2 separate regions of the Arabidopsis thaliana genome follow, and region 2 is linked to region 1. Evidence: chromatin contacts called from public targeted proximity ligation data. All regions are on one chromosome and are shown on one strand. The core of a region is the stretch at or near the end of the contact, and the rest is flanking DNA. Distances in the headings are between cores, read along the strand shown.

Region 1 (3,357 bases), core at 347-2,846:
CGTCGAGCTTGGTGTCGCAGTCAAATAAGCTGGACGCCTGCTTTATCTCTCCGCTTGCAAAGTCTTTGATCACCTGAAAACATGAAAAAAAGTTTGAGGCACAGCATTATTCAACGAAATGAGATTCATAGCTCAACCTCATAGAAAAACAATGTAAGAGTAACTAAGTACCTGACTGATGAGCTTAATAACTTCAAGATTCTCGAGATTTGCTAAGTACCATGACGCTTGAGCAAACATGAAATCTCCAGCTAGCACCGCTACTCTTGTGCCGAAAAGCTCATGAACTGTTTCCTTTCCTGCAATTATACACAGAGTTTAAACCAAACCAAACAATTTTATGACAAAAATAGATGAATCTCATAACTATTAACAAAACTCACCTCTTCGCATGTCACTCTCGTCTAACACATCGTCGTGTATCAAGCTTGCAGTGTGTATCATCTCGATGATCTCAGCCAAACGCCGGTGTTCTGTTGTTAGTTCCCTGCATCAAGACATCTGAATATGATCATTTTGTGATAAAAGATGGATACCCAACTGAATGAAAGGAATACCAACAAAATAAAGTAAAGTCTTTAGACTACTCACTTTAGGCCTGCTAATTCCGCCGTGGCATGTGATACAAGGAATACCAAACCCGGTCTCATTCTTTTACCACCAGCTCCGAAAATCTGCTCAGCCGCAGATATCAAAACCGGATTTTCCGCACCAACAATCTATAAAGAACCACTTTGTTAGATCCCCTAGTGAAACTTCAAACACAGGATAGACAAAGACAGTGCCAGAAAGAGTTTATAAGAAACACTAACCGATAAAAGATTGTCATTCAAAGTCTGCAGATCAACAGCTACTAGCTCAAACAGAGTCACCAACGAAATAGGCTGTTTTGACTCTTGTTTCAAATCAAAACTCACTGTTTGAGATTGACCAATACCTACAATTCTCATGAGGCAATAAGCATAAACTCCAGTGATTCTTAAAAATCTGTAACTATTGTAGAACAAGGTTCACGAACACTTAAAAACTAAATCAAATATCTAATCACATAAAACAAAAAGTTTAAGACTTTAAGTGAGAATCATACATACCATTGAGCAAAGAGATCTCCTTTGATTTCGTTGGCACCGCTTTGCAACTCCCCACCAGACCGCCATAGCTTCTATTGCTGCTAGTAAACTTACAAACAGTCTTCGCTAATGAAGGAAACTGACGACGGCCACAACCACATGCCATCATCATCGTACCTAAATCTATATTCCGACATGACGTCATCATTCTCACAAAACCCAGAATCCTTTTGGGCAACTAGGGATTATGAAGCTCTATAGAAAGTAACTGGAACTATGTAAAGATTCAAGCTTTAAAGCAAACGAAAAAGCTGACTCCTTTTCTTCCACGGGAAATTGGGTGTATGGAAAAATTACAACAAAAAAAGGTACAAAAATACAAAATCAAGTGGGTGATTAAGTATCAGCCGATCGAGTTTTTTTTCTATAGTTTGTTGGGTGGACGAGACAAGCCCACATGAGATCATTCGGGAGGCACGAAAGTGACGACTGTGTTTTTGTTCAATACCAAGGAGAAGAGGGAAACGATTGATTAGTCTACGCTTATCTAATCTTGAGGCTAAGATTTCACCACGTGTCATTTATCCAATGGTTTAACATACTAACATTCGAGTATATCGAAATACGTTACCTTTATAAAAAAAAAAAATCTTTAGAAATGCGTTAGTTTCTGACACCAAAGAAAAAAGAAAAGAAAACGTTACGTTGTTCTACATATTTCCAAATGTTCATGTGGTGAAGAATTCAATTTTAAAAGCTTAATTACGGTAAGTTCTATGTTTACGGTCAGTACGTAATAAGGGTCATTACTGAAAATGAGATGGAATAATTGTGATCAAATTTTGATAAGTGTTGGATACTTTCTTTTTTGCTTTTATGTTATCAAATTTGATTAATCAAAATCTGCGAACTTTGGAAATTTAAATTATAACTCATAAACATTGCAACAACAAGAAAACACATTCCTCTTCTGTTTGCTTGTAAGAAATATGGTTTTTTTTTTTCCTTTCTTGCTCATGTTTATTCATAGTAGCAGTTTCCATAGCCTACACATATAGAAAAAATGAAATTACCTTTAATATAATTAACCAGATACTTAAAGGTAAAAATGAAATTACCTTTAAAACCACTTCTCTCTATATATAGATAGAGAAGTGTTTTTCGATAGCATAATTAAAGAGAAAGAGCAAACTCACTCGGATTAGTTATGGTAATGAGTCCGGAGTTCTTGAAATTGCAGTTCCAATAGTTTCTTCCATTGGCTTGGTAATAAAGATTCATGGCGATAGATGCATGGTTGATGAGGTTACTAGGGGAGTAACATGGACATCCACTCAAAAGAACACGACAATCAACATGAGAACATGCGAAGTTTATGTTATCTTGAAGTGCTACTTGATCGGAAGAAGGTTTAGCCACACACCAAGTCTTGGTCTATAACAACAACTTAGAACAAAAACTCATTGAGTAAGAAAAAAAAATCAGATAGCAATTTGATAGTTGGTCTAAGCAAATACCTCTGCGTTGACGTTGATGAAGTTTCGTTCTGTTAAAAGGAAAGAACATGAGGATGATACTGTTAATTAGGATTATTAAATTAATTAAACTAGGATGGCTGATTAGTGGTAAACTGGTAATTTATATACCTGAGACAAGGTAGAGGAAGATGAGGAAGGAAAGGCAGATCCATGCTTTAGCCATTGTTTGATTTTTGTTTGAGTGAGAGAACTCTTCTACACTCTTTGGTGTATATAAATGATGAGCAAGTGAATCAATTTTATAAAATAAAACAATTTAAAAAGAAACAAAGATTTGTATTTCACTTTTTTTAGATATCTAATGCTAATTAATGTTTTTAGGATTTTGAGGTGAATAATCCAGCAAATTGCTTCTAGGAAAAGTAACCGTTTTAGCAAAAGTGTCGTTATATAAACGTAATGTTTGGTTTGGTTTTGCTAAGTAACAAAAAAAAAAGGTTGCTAATTGCTTCAAAAGGTTTAATGTAGTAGTGAGAACATTTGGGATCAAATAACAAGACATCAAAACGTGAGCTGAGCTGTAAATTAGGGAAAAATTAAAGATCCAATGCCCACTTTGTACGAGAATCTTAAAAAAGAATAGTTGATATAAGGCTTTTTTGTGTGTAATAATCCTTTATTCCATACTAAAACAAATCAATTATAAATAATCTTTACTATACTAATATGGAGTATTAAATTACAATTTAGCTTTTCAAAGAAGCAGATCTCGAAATCTTTTTCTTCAGCAAAACTTTATTTTGGAACTG
Region 2 (3,357 bases), core at 571-3,070, 38 kb after region 1:
GAGACAGAATACAGTCGAGATCATTGCATTCTTGTTTAGTTGGTAACTAATTGCAAGGAATGGATTCATAAGACGAAAACTTCAAAATTCTGTATTGAATGGAAATCGTTTTCCACTCAAGCCAGTTATCTATCAGTCTTTCTGCAAGAAGTGACGGTATATTCATTTGATTATCATCTTCTTGCATTGACAACAAGTAGACAGAGTGAGATCAATAAAACAAAAAGAAGAGAGTTCATTGAAGTGAGCATACCCATTTGAATCCTTCTTTGTCTTGAAAAGAAGCACCTATTATGCTCTCTCCAAGATTGGCAATCTGGGAAGCTAGTACACATACAGCTGCTTCTGGAGGAGTTATCTGTGTTCAAGATATCAAAAGGAAAAGAAGTTTAAAAATCGTGTAATGATAACAGTCTTTAGTAGCATAAAGAAGCTGTGAAGGGAAATTTTGGTAGCAAATAACACTATTACCTGACCCAGGAAGCAGCCAACAGATGCAAGAAAAAATGATGCTAAAAGTCCAGCCAATGTTCCTTCAAGACTCATAGCTCCCTCTGTTCCTCTTGGTACAATCTTAAATGTCGTAGCTAAATACCTGCGAATTGGCAATGGTTAGTAAGATCATTTCAGTTGTCGATTGGATTCATGTCATGACACCACAAGTCCATGCCATACATCAGACAGAAAACAGACACAGACCATAACAGAAGAGGCTATAGCTGGATAACAGTAGCATACTCACGTTGTTTTTCCATAAGCTTTGCCTATCTCGCTCGAGACAGTGTCAGATACTTTAGTGCAGAAACTGGAAACAAAACCAAGCCGGAAAAGCTGGGAAAAAGCTGCTCCTCCCACTTGATATATTGAAAGAAAAGCACAGACACAACCAGCAGCACTTGAACCAATCACACTGCGTGGTCCTCTTCTACCCTTTCTCTTTTCGGCCACACCTTGTGCTTCCTTTTGCGTCATTTTAACCTTCGTTGCCGCTGTTCCCTGTGATATTGTAAATCATCTAAACCAACTTCAGCGCCAGAATCAATTGCAAATTTACTGTTACTATTTCCAGCTCTGGGGTGAAACACGATATTGAAATCTAAAACTTAAAGCATTGCAGAGAAAAGACTAAGTATCTCAATGTTGAGCATGATCAGAAAAAGTAGCTCCTTAATCTGTAAACGTGATTTAGGATCTCTAACACGTCCACAATTCCTAAATTAAACAATAACACATCTAAAATCTAAGGACATTCTTCATTCATCAGCTCGAAATCAAAATCAAAGCAGCGAATTTCTACGTTCTAAGAGTCAGTTACCGAATTACATTCAGGTTGATCACAAATGCACTTACTATGACGAAGTAAGCAGCGACTAAGAGGAAACCAGCAGAGCCATAAGCTCTCCAAGTTAAAGTACCAAGCAAAAACGCGGCGGCGATCCCAGAAGCGGACAATCCGGTAACAAGAAGCGGTGAACCGAGAACAAAAATCAATAAATTGTTAGCCACAGCTGATTTCCAAGTTGGTGACGCCGATTGAATCAGTTTCATCGCCTCCGTCATCACTCCTTCCATCGATGCAGCCGCCGCCGTAGCACCGTCGGCTCTACTTCCCGACGAAAGCATTCCGTTGGAAAGTGGTTCCAGATTACGTCGTCCAAATCTGTAAGATCTAGCGAATGGAGAGGAAGAAGAAAATCCCGAGAATTTTGGGAATCTTAGTGGTAAAGCTGATCTAGAAGAATTTAAGAGTAGAGTTGACGAAATCGTTGCCATGACTTAGCTTGCTTCCGAAGAAGACCTTTCTCTCCTATTGAGAAAAAAAAAACAGTATTTCGGGTTGAATCCGGAGCTCCGAAAAAAACCCGGATCCTTAACCCGTGTTGTGTTTATTTTTCGGTCGTATTCATCAGATTATTTACGGTGTTGCCACTACTACTATTTACTGAGAACCCAATCTTATCCGAGAAATCGGAAAGAGCAGAAGAAATTTGCAGAAGAGAGAAAAACAAAAATGGCGGTTCTTTGCTCGTCTTCGACGGTGATACTCTCTTCTTCTTCCGTGAAATCCTCCGGAAGTGAGAGAAAGTCTCCGTTTTTAGGGTTCTCTTTAACGGCTATCTCGAAGCCGTCGGTACGAGTCGGCATTTATGCGAATTCGAAAAGAGGATTGCAAGTGAAGTGTGAAGCTGAGCCGACGACGACGACTTCTCTTGTTCCGGCGAATCAACGATGGATGTTCGACGAAGAAGAAGCTAATGGCCCTGTAACGATAATTTTTCTATCTCCCTCTGTGTTTAGCATCTACGCATTTATAAAGTGTCGCACTTTAGCTCTTGCTTTGAATTTGAAGTATGGCTTGTTTTTTTCTTCTCCCAATTGCGATTTATTAAGTAGTGGATTTTGCCTTTGACTCATTAGCTGTGTTGTCTGCATCAATTGGCTTCGAAAATTGATGTTTATTCTTCTGAATTTGTTAACTTGGACGTTTTATGAAATTATTAATGTTTGGTTGGAGAGAAGTTAAAAGTCTTTGGCTTGAAACCTTTATTGAGTGTATTCTATGGTTTACAGGACATCTGGAACACGACATGGTATCCAAAAGCTTCAGACCATGTGAACACGGACAAGCCCTGGTTTGTGGTTGATGCAACTGACAAAATTCTTGGTAGATTGGCATCGACAATTGCTAATCACATCCGTGGGAAGAATCTTGCCTCTTACACTCCTAGTGTCGACATGGGAGCTTTTGTGATTGTGGTATGAGTTTCTTTGAGCTATCTGTAGAGAATAAGAAATTTGATGTGCTGCTTTAGTTAATTTCTTCCTGAAGGAGGAGCCTTGGGATTTGGTTTTAGTAAGATTCACATTAGCAGCAAGATGTAGAGCCTCTATGTAGATGTTTGGGCAATGCTTGTAACTTGGTACCTCTAATACTGTTTTCAATTGTTTGGTTAAAGGTGAATGCTGAGAAAGTTGCTGTATCTGGAAAGAAGCGTAACCAAAAGCTGTACAGGAGGCATTCAGGACGACCTGGTGGTATGACAGTAGAGACATTTGATCAATTGCAGCAGAGAATTCCTGAAAGAATCGTTGAGCATGCTGTTCGTGGAATGCTTCCAAAGGGACGGGTTAGATACATAATCCACAGCTCTTTATTAGTCTCCTTTAAGTCTTAACACTTAGCAAATCCGTGTTTCTTCAAACTTATGGATTGAACTTGGAAACTACTTGTTGCGATATTGGTATTGATTGATTACTAGTTTTCCAACTCCCTCTTAACTTTGGTCTGACCATTTTGTGGCAGCTTGGGAGAGCTCTGTTCAATCACCTGAAGGTGTACAAAGGCCCTGACCATCC

Evidence for each region.
Region 2: a contact with region 1 is called in a targeted proximity ligation map of shoot, with 12 read pairs. A contact is called at or near these places in 3 of 26 Hi-C or Micro-C datasets (callus, root and vegetative nucleus) and 1 of 2 datasets of targeted methods (shoot).

The regions. Positions count from the first base shown.
Region 1 is chr1:29,535,886-29,539,242 of TAIR10.1, forward strand. It overlaps SPS1 (solanesyl diphosphate synthase 1), which reads right to left and starts at 1,597. Exons shown (of 6, transcript NM_106498.4): 1 at 1,092-1,597; 2 at 813-937; 3 at 592-719; 4 at 384-487; 5 at 172-299; 6 at 1-73. The coding sequence starts at 1,278. It overlaps AT1G78520 (Carbohydrate-binding X8 domain superfamily protein), which reads right to left and starts at 2,827. Exons shown (of 4, transcript NM_106499.5): 1 at 2,717-2,827; 2 at 2,588-2,616; 3 at 2,267-2,504; 4 at 1,921-2,116. The coding sequence starts at 2,771. The coding sequence ends at 2,091. It overlaps AT1G78530 (Protein kinase superfamily protein), which reads right to left. Exons shown (of 5, transcript NM_106500.3): 5 at 3,201-3,357.
Region 2 is chr1:29,573,986-29,577,342 of TAIR10.1, forward strand. It overlaps emb1473 (Ribosomal protein L13 family protein), which reads left to right and starts at 1,821. Exons shown (of 4, transcript NM_106510.3): 1 at 1,821-2,263; 2 at 2,572-2,757; 3 at 2,958-3,128; 4 at 3,305-3,357. The coding sequence starts at 2,012. AT1G78620 (integral membrane protein (Protein of unknown function DUF92, transmembrane)) reads right to left here and starts at 1,816. Exons shown (of 5, transcript NM_106509.4): 1 at 1,351-1,816; 2 at 743-996; 3 at 472-595; 4 at 254-358. The coding sequence starts at 1,773.